Regions from separate parts of the Triticum aestivum genome. Here region 1 is linked to region 2. Evidence: chromatin contacts called from public Hi-C data. All regions are on one chromosome and are shown on one strand. Each heading gives the region's core, a stretch centred on a gene start, on an enhancer-like site or on the middle of the called end of the contact. The rest is flanking DNA. Distances are from core to core; before and after follow the strand shown. Region 1 holds the start of LOC123088315 (acyl-CoA-binding domain-containing protein 1). Region 2 overlaps LOC123088314.

What was found. Hi-C and Micro-C count contacts between places; a contact is called where the count stands out from the background.
Region 1: a contact with region 2 is called in a Hi-C map of leaf, with 2.2 times the contacts expected there. The contact joins the promoter of LOC123088315 here to the enhancer-like site in region 2. A contact is called at or near these places in 2 of 5 Hi-C or Micro-C datasets (both in leaf).

The regions. Positions count from the first base shown.
Region 1 is chr4A:717,821,198-717,826,084 of IWGSC CS RefSeq v2.1, forward strand. LOC123088315 (acyl-CoA-binding domain-containing protein 1) reads right to left here and starts at 1,252. Exons shown (of 4, transcript XM_044510508.1): 1 at 1,061-1,252; 2 at 485-602; 3 at 86-148. The coding sequence starts at 1,072.
Region 2 is chr4A:717,778,673-717,783,446 of IWGSC CS RefSeq v2.1, forward strand. The region is part of intron 4 of LOC123088314; the gene reads right to left. Among protein-coding and RNA genes, the nearest start is that of LOC123088314, 6.9 kb to the right of the region's middle. Within about 2 kb of position 2,664, at least 8 of the 8 cell types and tissues checked have an H3K27ac peak or open chromatin away from gene starts, as enhancers often do. A contact at or near this core is called in leaf, where this site is marked.

The DNA of each region.
Region 1 (4,887 bases), core at 2-2,501, 41 kb after region 2:
CAAGTTTGGCGACAAACAAATTTGAAATAAAACCACGGCACTTATTTTGGATCGGAGGGAGTGGAGGGAACCATGAACTTGTTACCTTCGACGGACTTCCAGGCGTCCCACTTGGCCTTGCCCTTAAGGTCGAACATTCCGGGGCGGGCTGCACGATGAGACCAGAGCCCGCCGTTAGCTAATATTTTTCTTCAATCAACGATGAAATTCCAATACAATTCTTGCCAAGCATCCCATTTGTGATTATAATACGATTAAGAAAAAGATGCTCCCTTCAGATGCAGATCTAGACTAATGCCCACATGGGGCTGCACTAGCTGAATCTCTTGAGTTCATGATTAAGCGCGCACAATCAAACAGAGCCACCCTAAGCAGGGCAAAACAACTAGGCAATTCGACAGTAAACAGCTGACCTGACAATTCACTTGCTAGTAACGGCGATAATGATGAGAAGAATAAGGTGTGTTTGTGTGTGTGGGCGTGCCTGTGTTGACGGGCCCGACGGTGGCCTGCTTGTAGAGGCTGTAGAGGCAGAGCATGCTCTCGTTGGTGGTGGTGTCGGGCAGCGTCTTGGCCTTCTCCGCGTACTCCTCAAACTCCTCCTGCACAACATCAACAGGCAAGCACAGCATATACACTAATCAGCAACTGACAACTGGTTTTACTACCGACAAGTGTTACAATCGAGCTCATCGGCCAATTCAACAGTAGATTCAGACAGCACCAAACCCTGAACTGAACTTGCAGGTAAACTAAAATTTCCTCACTCTATTTATTTTATGTACTAATCTGAAGACAACGGCGCAGAGATCCGCAAAACATCTGATCTGAAGCGGGCGAGTCGGACAGCAAAGCTGGACTGAAAATCAAACGCCTAGGACAGAATCAATATTCGCTCCTAAATCCTGCAGCGGCGGCTCGCGGGTAGATCCGCTCGGCGGCGGCGAGATTCGCTCGCCGGAACCTGCCCGGGGCTCCGGCCAGGGCATGGATCGCGGCGAGGAGGGAGAGAACACGAGATCGAGAGGGGGGGAGGGGGGTTGCTTGGGTGGAAGCTTACCTGCAGACCCATGTCGATCGGCTCGTCGGCTGCTCCGCTCTCCTCGGCTTCGATACGTTCGAGGCGATAAGAACGATCGATTCGATGCGAGGCTAGTGGTATCGACGAGCAGCACAAGGGCGGGCCGTCGTTTATATGGGCGATGCGAGCTGCAGGGGACTCGTGCTCGCGCCCGATACGTGTCGGGGGCGATCTCGGCCGTCCGATCCGGCTCGTGGACGGCGCGGAGACGTGCCGATAACTTCTTTTCTAACTTGTCGAGTACGACTACATAGGAGTACATAGTTTAACACTTTTCTTGTGGCAAACGTTGCGTTATTTTTTATTTTATTCTTTGCAAAAAACTTCCTATCTCGTCTTCAATCGTGGCAGTACAACAAACAACAGAGGTAATAATTTTTCCAAAAATCAACAGAGGTAATGAAATTTACAACCATGTCCGTGGACCACCTAGCGACGACTACGAGCACTGGAGTGAGCCGAAGGCACGACGCCGTCATCGCCCCTCTCTAATCAGAGCCGGGCAAAACCTTGTTGTAGTACTACACGACGAGGAGTACATTCGTTTTGTGTGGCTCTTTTTTTAAGGTATTTTTTCTCTCTTTTCATGTCAGACCTTCTTGCATCGATCTAAGAGCATCTCTGGCCGCGTCCCCAACAGGCCCCCACTAGGCGTTTTTTGGCGCCGGCGACCCAAAATCGGCCCAGTCACGTCCCAGGAGCCCGTTTTTCGCTAGTTGGGCCGAAAATTGGCGCCGACGGACCCAGGCCGAACCAGGCGCGCTGGGGGCGCCGGGGGACGCGTTTTTGGCGGGAACGGGGATCGGCCCGCCGAGTCAGTGAGACGCGCTTCATCGTCCTCATCGCCTCAGTTCCCGCGGGAATCAATGCCAAGGCTGCCGCGCTACCACCGGTCAGCCTCTATTGATGCCTCACGGGCGGCGCAATGAAGGCGCCACCGACGCGCGTCCCGCCCGCTCCCGCCACGCGTCGCCCGACATGCAGGCTCTCGCCGCCCGCTGCGGCTATAAAAGCCGATCTTCCCGCCGGGTAGCTGCCACACATCGCCTGTAGAGAAGTTACCGTACGAGAGGACCGAGGAGGAAAACAATAAGATCGTGCAGGCCCACGTGAAGGAGTTCTTTGAAGGGGTGAAAGCAAAGAGACATCCACCTCCGGAGGAGAAGGTAGATCCGGTGAAAGCAAAGCGCACTCTCGATGCCCTGAGGAAACCACCAAAGTCTCCGCCGAGAACCAACTATGAGCGCATTACTGAACAGACATATCTCCAAGCCAAGCGGTCGGGAACTACTGTCAGTGATAAAAGGTCAAAAGAACAACGAGCAAAGGGGAAAAAATCGCCCAGCTCGGCGAACAAGCACAGCAATCGTGCCCCCCGCTCAATGTGTCTAATCCTCCGGAGGCGGTGGCCGGTTATGGCAATCTTGAAGATTACCTGCCTGACGATGCACTTCCTGATTTCATGGAGGTGGACGTATTCAGATACGAGTACGGGAAGCCTCTCGTCAAAGATGAAAAATCTCTGACAACAATGATGCGAAGATTCCATAGTTGGTACATGAAAACCTGCAGAGAGTCTGAGGGGACGAACAGTTTGTATCTGAACATTAAAGAGGAGCACGACCTCGTTACAAATGATCTGTTGTGTGTTCCATTTGAGGAGTTCTTCGAGTTCTTCAATCAAAAGGCCCTCAATAAATTAATGGTCTTTTGCTACTGCCTGTAAGTACTATTTCTGTCATTAAGTCTCTATATATAGCTCGGCTCTTTCATTGCATGTATTTATAATTAATTATCCTCAATATATTATGCAAATTGAAGATCGTCGAGTGCAAAAAAAATGAAATCTATGATATTGGGTTCATTAACACAAATATCATAGATGTATTTCTGGTTAAAAAGCACGTCGAAGAGGTCGAGGACAACTTGCTACAATCGTTGATCAAAAATCAAAACAAAGATACCATACTCTTTCCTTACAACGGCCCGTGAGTGTTACTGTCGTGTGCATATTCGGTTTCCCTTATTACTCGAGCGAGAGGTTAATGTAACTGATGAGTTATGCATGCGTGTGCAGGTACCACTATATTCTTCTAGAGATTAAGCTTGAGCGTGGACTAGTAACCGTCTTAGACTCCAGACGGAAAGATCCCAGCACCTATGCGGACATGACTGAAATGCTCAGCAAGTAAGTTCAATCGATCATTATCGCACCATATCGGCAACTTTTTGTTCATTTCCTGATATCTCAAGTAATAATAATTATTTTCTTTGTCTTGCAGGGCTTGGAAACAGTTCACCGCACAAGCTCCGGGACTGCCGAAGGATCTGCGATATGTATACCCGAAAGTAAGTACTACTGGCTAGCTAGTTGCGCGCATCTCCCGTTGATTCTATAGTTATACTTTCATCAATGTCATTTATAATGCTTCATTATCAGTTTGATTGACCTCTATTTCTCGTAAAGTGCTTGTGGCAGGAGGAAGGGAATGATTTCTGTGGATACTACGTGTGCGAGTTCATCCACAACGCGACTTTGAAAAACAAGCGGGGCTACTCTAGAAGACAATATGAAGTGCGTAAGCAATAATATTCACAATTTCATTTTATTACACCATCATTTCTGTTGAGTTTCATTCATATATATGTATTAATTAACCCCCTTCCTCAAATTAATTAGACGTGGCAGATGCGGGATGAACTCCTACCACCAGAGCGCATGAAAGCAATTCAAGAGGAATTGGCGGGATTCTTTCTTGAACACGTCATCAGTAAAGCCGGAGAATACCATGTGGAACTTGATTTCAAATGCTAGGGGTTTGTCATTAAGAGATCTTATACATATTGTACATGTATGCAGCCAGTAAAAAACTTGTTGTTCGACCAATCTCTCGGAGAAGGAGAGGTCGATCGATCACTTCTCTCGGTATGCATGATGAACTTCTGTACTGAATGGTTCTCTCGATCACTTATGTATATATACTACGTAGCGTCGACCAAGCACGGACATAAGAGAGGACACTTCTCTCTATTAATTAGCTAGCTAACACAATATACGAAACACCTAAATTAACCCCCCAAAACCCCCAACCCCCCTCCTTTAAAAAAACAAAAACCCCAGCCACTGGAATGCAGACGCGTGGATGCCTTTTGGTCCCGGTTGGAGCCATCAACCGGGACCAAAGGCCCCCTGACTGGGCTCGGCGCACAGGGCCACGTGGAGGCACATTGGTCCCGGTTCGTGTTTGAACCGGGACTAATGGGTTGAGGTATTAGTAACGACCCATTAGTCCCGGTTCCTGAACCAGGACTAAAGGCCCTTACGAACCGGGACTAATGGGTGGTTTTCTACTAGTGCTCGCATCGCCACACAAAGCAACACACTCCCCCCCCCCCCCCCCCCCGCCGACGAGCAATGGCTCGCTCTCCTTGTCGGCTCGCCGGCGGTCCGCCCCGTCAGGTCGGAGCCGGAAGAGACGCCGCTTCGACGCCGCACCCGCAGCAGCGCCCTCGTCATCAACGAGGGTGCCAGCCCCTTCCCGCGCTTCCTCCGCCTGGTCCAGCCGAAGCCCGAGCCGGGGCTGCTCCCCGTGAAGCCGGAGCACGCGGACATGGTGGCCCCCGACGACGAGGCCGCCCTCAAGTGGGCGAGGGAGGACTACGTCCGCGAGCAGGTGCTCCGCCAGCACCGGGCGTATGCGGAGCTCCAGGCCCGGCGCCGCGGACGCGAGGAGTGTGGCGGCATCGTCCTTGACAGCAACGAGGAGGACGAGGCCGGCCCGTCCAACCCCCACCGCATGTTGGCG
Region 2 (4,774 bases), core at 1,414-3,913:
TGTAATGTTCTTCCGTAGCCTTTAGCTCCTTTTTGAAGGACGAAAAAAGGAATATCTAGAGCTTCATGTAACTCATCGGCTGTGTTGCATAGTAATTAACATCGAATCCATTAATTAAAATTTCCAACAGTATTTAACTCTTATTGCAGTTATTCATGTAGAACAACAATCAGTCAAAATATCATCTTAAATCGTTTTCTCAGGGAATATCTTATCCTAACCTGCAGGATCAATAAATCAAACCCATCCCAATTCACATCATTTATCTCCAATGGGTAAAAATTACTCCCTCCATACCATAATATAATACTCCCTCTGTCCCATAATATAAGATGTTTTTGCAAGCTAAACTAGCTTGCAAAAAGGTCTAACATTGTGGGACGGAGGGAGTAGCATTTTTTACACTAGTCTAGTGTCAGAAACATTCTTATATTATGGAACGGAGAGAGTAGTACATATTTTCACATGATAGAATTTCTTGGCATTGCACTATTTTAGAGTGTCTTATCTTCTTTCATGTTAATTAAGTTATTGTGATGTTGTCATAGTGGCTTAGCTGATCTACGTGGTTAATTTAATTTGCAGAAGATGGGAGTAATTTGCTAAATATGTTTTCTTCAAGGTGAAGGTATTTTCTTTATGATGCCTCTGTTTTCATGTATTTCAGAAAAGTTAACATATGTGACTGCTTGCATGTAGTGAAGATAACAGTTTTATTATCCGGAGGAAGGCCATAATGGGCTTTGCTTCTTCAGATACAATCAAGACACCCACATTCATAGCGTTTTGTGCATATTTTTTTTTCTAGTTACCATATTGATCTGATATTAATACCTAATGAAGTTGGATGCAGTGATGAACTAACTAAAAAATTTATTATCTTGTTTGACAGACCTTAAGAATGTATGTTTCATTCCATTACTGCATTCTTTTTGTGGAAAATTAAGGTGAGCAGCACTGTGTACTGCTTGCAAAATCTCATTTGGGCCTTACTTTTGTCTGCGTGATGACATTAGGAATTAACTGCTTGCTCTGCATATTTGTGTTGTTGGTGCAGCTTACAATCTGTTTGTGCACTCATCATTTTTCCTTGTGTTATCTATACAAGGTTGAACATCATACGTCTTGGGTGACAAAATGGTTGTACAAATTCCGTTGTGCAAGTTAACTCAAACCATGATATGTTTGCAAACACCGCTGCACTTGGACACAGAGCCGGCAACTACAAACTCAATAGATATGGATTGCCCAGGTAAAACCTTTGGCATGGCCGTTTCGTTCTGGCACGATCATTGATGACTGTGGGCAGACTCTCCTTTCGTTATCCTATACTCTACTCTTTCGCCACTGAACAAACCTGCACCGTGGCATCCCAATACGACCAAGGTACTTTGGAGTATTATCTCGTACAGCACAGCAATGACTAGAGGAATTACTACCAAAATTCAGTACTCCCTCCGTTCCTAAATATAAGTCTTTGTAGAGATTTCACTATGGACAACATACAAAGCAAAATGAGTGAATCTACACTCTAGAATGCATCTATATACATCCGTATGTGGTTCATAGTGAAATCTCTACAAAGACTTATATTTAGGAACGGAGGGAGTAGTTTCTTGTGCAGAATATTCGAGGCCTTGATAATAAATAAATAAATAAATAGCTAAAGAGATGTGGACAAAGATCTTTGTGTTGTTCTTGTTAAGAACCTAGCTTCCGTTTTCTGGTTATACCTTTTTTTTTTATGTTTTGAGACCGGGAGATTGTGCATGGATCTGTGTACAGCCGTGTTCCTTGCCAACGTGAAGGTTAATTAATCCCATCTTTGCCGGAGGTCTCATGGAAGATTTGGACTACCGCCACTTGACATGGCTGATCCACTTCGATCCCTCCCATAACCGACGAGGTTTTCAACATGAGGATTATACGACGACTAAAGAGGGTAAACTGATTCATGGCCTTAATGAAAACAATCGCAAAAAAAAAACGAGGAATTTACCTGGTACGAAAATTTGGCTTCCTCACAGCAAACCGATGATGCACGGCGATCACTTGTCAACCACGAGTTGGATCCGACGTCGTGCTTCAGTCATGGCCAGGATCGACGACACCGGATAGATCGATCCACCGGCCCAGCCATACGTCGACACCGGCGGAGCGCTTCGCCGGCCGCGACTTTCGATCCGGCGACGTGCACCGACGACGGCCCAGGATTACATCGACACGTCCGGCGGTGTGCTGTGCCTGGACGACGGCGACGTCACACGTCGGATCCAGCGCAGGCATGCGTCGGGTGGCCTGGTCGGCCCGGCGGCGGGCAGGCGCCGCCGACGGGGGTGCCCGGCGGCGAGGTTTGGTAGAGCCATGGGCAGAGGAGGAAACGGAGAAAGGATAGGAGAGCCTCGCGGCTTGCGTGCGCATCTGGCGTGCGTGACCTCCGTGGAGATAGCCTGTTTTGTTTTGTGTGGCGTCTGTTATCAGCACGGAGTAGGAAACAACTTGTTTGCGCAGCTGGCTCGCGCCTGCCTGATCGTTCCGGCCGGAATTCATTAACTTTCGTATTAAATGCCTGGTACCGAGGCCAGATCTGGGCGGACGGCCAGAAAAGTCGCACCCGTGCCCGACACGGCCCACGAGTTTTGGTCCCTTTCGGTGCCATGATACAGACCCCGCGCCCCACCTGCCTTTGTTTATCACACCGGGACGGACGGCAGAAGAATCCTATGCGCTGCGTGCATGCCATGCCATTGCGATGCTAAACAAAATACTCCCTAGATTTCATAATATAAGAACGTTTTTGACACAAATGAGACAAGGGACCTGAGCATCTACGGCCGCAGGTCCGGCCCTACAAACGTCCGCGAACCATGACCGGTCACTCTTCATTTGCCACTTGGAACATCCACGAATCATGACCCTCATTTTTGTTGTCTCTGTAAACGTCTCATGTATATCCATGCAACTCATGCAATGTACTCCCTCCATTTCTACAAAGACTTGTATTTAAGAACAGAGAGTAAAACATAAAAATACGTAGATCAACACATTTAGCAACAAACGTACATAATTCGGGCATCAATCACGCAGTACCAGTCATAGGTAGGACAACCAACAGAACAAGTGTTCATCGCCGGACAATACTAACTAAACATTAAAAAAACACAGAAAAAACGAAGAGACGAAGAAGGGCGGAGGAAACCGCCATCTCCTCGTCGTCCACTTCCCCTTGTGGTTGACGGTGCAATTGTACCTCTTTGTGTAGGCGTCGACGGCCGGAGGTGCGTCATTGTCGAAGCTGGAGCCGTCTGTGAGGTCTGGGTCCTCGTCGAAGGAGAGGTTGCCGGTCATTCTTCGAATCATGCTGTCCCGGGCCTCGGCCAGACAAGCCGCCTGAGCCATAGCCTCGCGTTTCGATCGCCCGATGGCGAGCCGGCGTGTTTGGCGTTTTTGTGGCGGAGCCACCTCGCATCCGTCTCTGACATTGTGAGGGAGAGCCGAAGGACCGTCGCGAGGATCTGGTCCTCCAAATCCACCAGTGTGCGCCCAATGCCTCCCTGCTGCTGCCCTTTCCCTCGCCCGTTACCGCTCACTGCGTGTGACTCACACCTCTAATTTGGGCGTCAATGTCCTTGTCGGCGCCGGCGCACGCAGGAGGACCCAGTGATGCCATTGGGAGTTGGTACAACATACGGAGAGGGACGCAGGGGCGGCGCACCTGGAGGGGCGCAGAGCAGCCGAAACTATGCGAAGAACACAAGGGGCCGGCGACGTTGCTTGCACAGGGTTGTCGGGCGATGGGGGACGGCGTGGAACCAGAGCTTACGCTGTCGCCCCGGTCCAACCACGACCAATGCGATGCGACGCGGAGGGCAAGCTCCTCCACGTCATCGGGCTTCGCGTCCCGCAGCATGAACAACAGTCCACGAGGTCCTAGCCGTCAGATCCGCAACCAAACCGTGTGCGGCCACGGGATCCTACACATACCCGCCCCAGATTTGGGCTGCGTTTGTAGGTTGCCGGTCAGCCCAAACGTGAGCCGCCGGTTTGGCAAGCCAGCGACCGGCCGTCCGTCTGGACAGTTTGGGGAGCCCGGCAGCAGCAGCGGTCCACACCCCGCGCTGTAGCACCGCTCCCTCCCTCCTCACCCCGCGCTGGACCGGCAGCACCACCGCAGATGGATTTAACCGACTGCTCGGCCACCAAGGGCTCCACCCCAGGCGACAACGGTAATACAGTATTCTCAGAAGGTAACCCCCAAATCGCCCCCATCTACAGTATGTTCTACTACTAATATATGTATGCTCAAGTTTGTCTCCCTGAATTTCCTCCGAAATCTGAAGGCAAGTGGGTGATCTAGTCGTTCCAGCAGGCCCCTGTTTTCAGTTCAACATGATGGTCAGTCAATGAATGGAATTGGTTCTCATATTGACAGTTCTGTGTCTCCCACTCTCGACATACTATACTTTTTTAGTTTAGTTTCATTGAGGCCAGCAAACTGAGACATGGAAAGACGTGCTCATCTAACTGAGGATGTCTGACTCTCGTAGAGTACCATTCTGAATTTGTACACCAGCAGTTTGGCAAGGATCAACAACCAAGCTTGTCCCACTTGGATGTTCAGTTCAGGAAGCCCGGCCAGATGCTCTGTAGGACTCGACGCGGTCCCCCAGGGTCTCTTCTCTACAGGCCTCAAGGCAGGTCCACCCTAGCTTCTCAAGTTTCTCTCAACTATAAACAAGGTTTTCTTCCACCTCCGTATCCATGTGCTCCCTCT